Regions from separate parts of the Sus scrofa genome. Here region 1 is linked to region 2. A link is a contact called in public HiChIP or PLAC-seq data. All regions are on one chromosome and are shown on one strand. Each heading gives the region's core, a stretch centred on a gene start, on an enhancer-like site or on the middle of the called end of the contact. The rest is flanking DNA. Distances are from core to core; before and after follow the strand shown. Region 1 has its middle 97 kb from the start of RBFOX2. Region 2 has its middle 76 kb from the start of RBFOX2.

Region 1 (2,700 bases), core at 57-2,556, 170 kb after region 2:
TCCCTGCAGCCTCCAGAGAAGCACCCAGGGCTTTGTGACAGTCTCTACTCCCCTCCCCTTCTTGTTAAGAATCATATTGTATAGTAGCTTTCAGACCATACAGTATTCATTGGGTTATTCCTATTATTATCAAGTAGCTGGAATTGTGAAGGTCGGAGTAGTTAGAGCTTTAGCTTTTATTCCTTATTTTTTTGTATTACTATCCATGTGTATAAATTATTGATCATGTTGCTGGCTTTTATAAACTCTAAGCGAAGGAGGAGCACCGCCTCTGCCTTTGCAAATGGTAATGAAGCACTGTTTTTAAATAAAAGAGAGAAACACCATTCTCTGGCCTGCTTGTGTTGGTGCTACGAGACGTTGCCTCCTCCTGCAGCTCAAAGATGGAACTTGGATTTGACTTGTAAGATGGAAAAAAGGCGGCGAAGGCACCGCTCCCCCGAAGAGGTGAGGGGGTGGGAAACGCAGCCCAAGGCCGGGGCCTCGGCGCCCGCCCTTTGGCTCCTCCAGCCCGGGAGCTCCGGCCCTGGCAGGGGCTGCTTCCCCGCTGCTGCCTCTCAAACCTGCAGCTCCGCTTCCCCTGCATCCGCTCCTGGCGGGCGCGCCGCCACGCTCCCCAGGGGGCGCTCTCCCTGTCACCTCTGCCCCGGCTCCCACTGCCACCGAGGCTCCTGGGCCTTTGGGCTTCTTCAGCCACCCCCTCCTGCGTTCGTTTCCCTGCCAGTAATTCCCAAATCTCTGAAATTCCCCCTGAATCTCCGACTCCCAAATGCACGCAGTCACCTCTCTTCCTAGTTCCGGGCGGAGGGGTGGACCGTCCCCATCCCCCTTCTGCTACCAGACCTAGACCCCTGCTGGAACCCACTCCCGTCCCTCCCCGTCCTTCCCGTTCGGCCGGGAGAGGCGGCTTCCGTCGGGAGCTGACCCCACACCTGCGCACCCGCCGTCCTTCCCACCTTCTCGGGAGCTTGGCCCCTACGTCCCTCCCTCCTGGAGGCGAGCGTTCTCCTTCTTCTAGTCCCTGTGGCGTCGAAACCTGCAAATCATTTCGCACGATCCCAGCCCTCCCCTTCGTGACACACTTCTGGAATGCGTTTCAGCAGCCAGTTCCCGGCTCTTCGCCCCGAGGCCGCCCGGCCTCTCCCTCCAGGCCCCTGAAGCTGCCCCCTGTGACAGCGGATGGCGCTTCCCCGGGCGCCGGACCTTCCCAAGGGACGCAGATGGCGACAGGCCCAGGGGAGCGAGTCCCTCCGCTGCTGCCCGCTCCAAAGCTGGCGGGTCTGGCCTGGTCCCTTCCGCCGCAGCAGCCCCGCCTGGTCTGCTCTCCACACCCGCTGCAGTAGTAACTGGATCCTGTCCGGCCCTGTGCAAGGAGTGGTCCCCGTCCTTATTCGGGCTCTGAGGTCCTGCGGACCGCGCTCCCCGATAGTTTATCCCCCACGGGTCTCCTTGCACCAGATCGGAAGCGCCTGGAGGCCGGCTGCTTTGTTTTGTTCACTCCAGTGTCTGCAACGTACAAGCATAAATAATGCAGGGTGATACCCGCCCTCCCCGAATGGCCACCCCTGGTGATGCAGGGGATGCCGAGCGCCCCTCCCCGTGCTCTCCCACCCTCTTCATCTTCCTGGCAACCCCGTGGCAGGTGCTGGGAGGCCTCTTGCGGGTCCCCGGCGCCCAGGCTTCCTGCTGGCTGCACCAGGCAAGCCAAGCCCAGACTGCGCTTTCCCAGGACTTTTCTGGGGGTGGTGTTTACAGCGCGTAATCTTGAGGAAAGAGGGGTGTGTCCTGGGACAAAGATTCCACCTGCTCTGGAAGCATGGCTGCGCCTGGCTCAGGGCCCCTCAGCCGCAGAATGCGGGGTGCCGCACCCATTCCTCGGTATCCACAGTCCCCCCCTCCCCCCGCCTCCACCCACATATTGATTGATGCTCACGCTGTGATGGACGGGGTGATAAATTCCTCTGACTTTGCCCCTGACCCAGAGTCCATGAAACAGCAATAGCTGCAGTCAACAGCTGCAAAAGCAGCGATGGAATTCCAGACCCAGCAGTGTTATTGCACGTGAAAGAGCAGGGAGCCGAGGAGAGAGGCGATGCCCTTTCACAGGGGTGGGCAGCGGCAGAACTGGGGTGCCAGCATCCGTGGTGCCCTTCCCTTCAGAGCGCTGGTATTACTAGGGCTTCCCAGGCAGAAACCCGAGAGCTGGCATTTGGTCCTCTCTCTAGCTGCCCCCCCAGCCCCTTTTATAGGGTCTTCTTCCTCCACCTCTTCCCTCAGAAGGGTTCCCCAGGTAGAACTCGCTCCCTCCAGTCCCCTGAAAAGGCCAATTCTGCCTTGAGACTAAAGGCAGAGTCCATAAAGCTCTGCAAAGTCTAGGCCTGCCCAGCTGCCATCCCAGGCTCCTAACATTCAATATGTTGGCATCATCTTTCTATCCAACTCTTCATTTCCCTCGATCGGTAAAGTGGGGCAAGAGTTAACAATAACCATGTTAAAACACTAAAGGATAAAGAAAGAAAATGGGGGGAAAAATCTTGCTCAAAAGAAGGTGCCCCACCCCCTTTGCCTTGGGCGTGTGCAGATTCTTGGTCACCTTTTGCTCTTGCATTGGCTGGTTCTCCTGAGCCCAGCGCCGGATTCTAACAGCACCCCTGGAGTTCTCTGGTAGCCTAGTGGTTAAGGACGCATAGGCGTTTTCAC
Region 2 (2,700 bases), core at 81-2,580:
TTTTTTCATGGTGTGGCAGGCCATTAGCCACTGCTGGCGGTGGGGTGGGGGGTGGTTTTATTATCTCTTCAGGAACACTGGGAAACCAGCTGTGGAAGGAAGGACAGTAAAGTCATAATGGAGCAGGAATAGACTCTAAGATTCAGCAAAGCTACCACCCAGCCCAGCAGCCCAGCTATCTTGGGAAAGGGGAACAGGAGGTGGATAGGAAGGAGCAAGGGCAGGGGAGGGTCAGGAGAGTCAGCTCTCCCTCATTAAATGTCGCTTCCTAAAGGAGGTTGTAATTCCTTCGAGGCCTCTTTTAACAGATTTATTGAGATAGAAATTTTGTGTTTTTTTTGTCTTTTTGTCTTTTCTGGGGCCGCACCTGCGGCATATGGAGGTTCCCAGGCTAGGGGTCTAATCAGAGTTGTAGCCACCGGCCTACATCACAGCCACTGCAACGCCAGATCTGTGCCAAGTCTGCAATCTACACCACAGCTCACGGCAATGCCGGATCCTTAACCCGCTGAGCAAGGCCAGGGATCAAACCTACAACCTCATGGTTCCTAGTTGGATTCGTTGACCACTGAGCCACGATGGGAACTCCTGAGAGATAATTTGGTATTCTACAATTCACTCATTGAAAACACACAACTCGGTGGCTTTTTTAGTATGTTCTTGGAGTCTTTGTCATGCCAAAAAGACGCCATGTACCTCTTGGTCATCATTTTCTGATTCCTCTGTCCTCCTCGGCCCCCCAAACTCTAGGCAACCATGGTCTACTTTCTCTCTCTATAGATTCTTCCTGTTCTGGATATTTCATATAAATAGACTCAATATAATGTGCAGGGTGTTGTTTCTGTCCTCTTTTGCTGAGCAGAATGTCTTCAGGGCCCCTTCATGTTGTAGCATTTATCAGGACTTTATTCTTTTTTGTTGCTAAATAATATTCTGTTGTATGGACACATCATATTTTTACTTTTATAAATAAGAGAAAGGAAAAGAGAAGAGGAAGGGAAGAGAAAGCTAAAGGGAATGAGACAAGTAAGAATCCTTCCCAATTTAAAGTGGACGGAATAGGCCCTGCTGTGAGAAGCAAACCCATCATCCCTCTTGAGGACTTGTAACCAAAGGCAAAGGTAAATAGGACACTTGGCATCTGTGGCTTCATGAGCCATTTGTAGCCCAGTGGCAGCTCTTGTGACCTGGACGTGTGCAGCATTCAGGGAGCTCATTGTGCACATCTTGTGTGTTGGCCAGTGTCATTGCCCCTACAATACCTCGTGTGGAAATGGAGAGGCCTTTGCTGATCTAATCTGGATACATTTCCCTTGGTTACTGCAGCTCTGTGTCCCCAGAGAGTCCTCGCTAAAGAGCTGCCAGTTTGTTGAGTGCTGGCAGCTGCAAGATTATTCCTGACTGTCCGATTTGTTCAGTGGAGATGACACCCATCTTTCAGGTCCTGATCCATTGGCCAGAAATAGCAACCGTCATTCCCATATTTTTGGAATGAGTGCTTACCCTAAGGTCCCCTGTCCGTCCTTCTCAGCGTAGTGTTCAGAGGGCCCTTTTAGCTAGCCATGTGCCCTTCCGGGCTCCAGGTAGCTTTACTGTGGTCCCGTTGCTTTCTCTTGCTTTCTTTCCTGGTTTACCTGCCAAGGAACAGAGAGTCCTGACCTTCATGAAATGAATGGTCAGGGTTAGGGCTGTTAGTTGCAGCACCTTTCAGCGTGTGGCTGGCTTTCCACTGTGTCTGAACTTTCAGGATAGTTCAGAGAGTGGCTTGTTATCACTTGTCCTAATCCCCTGGCTCTTCTGTGGCACGTCTCCCCTAACGCGGGAACAAGAACCAGGGTAGGCATCAGAGGAGGTGTGGCCCTCAGGTCGTAAATCAGGTGTCAGAGCTGGATTTCGTCACGGTGCCCTTGTGCTGCAGGTGGGGAAACTGAGTCCAGAGAGGTGAGGTGACTTACCCAAGGCTTATATTCGTGGAGCTCTTGCCAGTGGCAGAGCTGCGTGTGTGACACCAAGCCCTTACTCTCAGTTCAGTGCTTTTCCTTAGTGTGACACTGTGACCTGGTGGATGCACTCATGATTAGAGGGCGGCTTAGGCTCGCTCCACGCCATCAGCAGCGTGGGCTTTAAGGTGTATGTGAGGCTTTGACGGGTGGGGGCTGTGATGGGGAAAATCTAGAAGCGAGAAAGAGCGAGAGCACCGGTGGATGAGTTTGGGTGCCACCAAGGGAAAGAACCCAGCTCCTTGGGCCTTCCCCAGGGCGCCGTGTCCGAGGGGCGTACGTGCTTTTGATTACATGGTTGTGATTCCTGAGAGCCCCGGGTCTGCTTGCCAGGAAATCTGTATGCTGCTGCTCCCGCCCAACAAACGGTCGCCCTGTGGTGCCTGCCTGGAAAGGTTTGCGTGTGGCTGTGGCTCTGTGCACGGGCTGACTTTGGCCTGATGGGGCCTCGCCTCCCAGCACGCCTGTGCCAGGACCCTGACCCAGCCATGCAGTGTGACCCAAACTGCTGGGACCAGGACTAAAAGCAGCGCCTCCCTGCACAGTGGAACACAAGCTGCGTGGAAGTTCCCTGCTGAGACCCCCCCCCCAGAACTGTCCCCTCCTCCTCATCACTTCGCTGTCGCTTCTGAGTCACATCCTCTCTCAGCCCTGTGTGCTCCGCATGGGAGGTTGTGTCCGTCACTCTCCCCTGCTCAGC

The links. HiChIP or PLAC-seq counts read pairs in DNA pulled down with a chosen protein or histone mark.
Region 1: an H3K27ac HiChIP or PLAC-seq map of skeletal muscle shows a contact between it and region 2. The contact joins two enhancer-like sites. A contact is called at or near these places in 4 of 47 Hi-C or Micro-C datasets (embryonic fibroblasts, epiblast stem cells and skeletal muscle) and 1 of 2 datasets of contacts at active chromatin or transcription factors (skeletal muscle).

What each region holds. Positions count from the first base shown.
Region 1 is chr5:11,905,000-11,907,699 of Sscrofa11.1, forward strand. It overlaps a transcript of RBFOX2 not described here. Among named protein-coding and RNA genes, the nearest start is that of RBFOX2, 97 kb to the left of the region's middle. Within about 2 kb of position 1,307, at least 34 of the 83 cell types and tissues checked have an H3K27ac peak or open chromatin away from gene starts, as enhancers often do. A contact at or near this core is called in skeletal muscle, where this site is marked.
Region 2 is chr5:11,732,196-11,734,895 of Sscrofa11.1, forward strand. It overlaps a transcript of RBFOX2 not described here. Among named protein-coding and RNA genes, the nearest start is that of RBFOX2, 76 kb to the right of the region's middle. Within about 2 kb of position 1,331, at least 17 of the 83 cell types and tissues checked have an H3K27ac peak or open chromatin away from gene starts, as enhancers often do. A contact at or near this core is called in skeletal muscle, where this site is marked.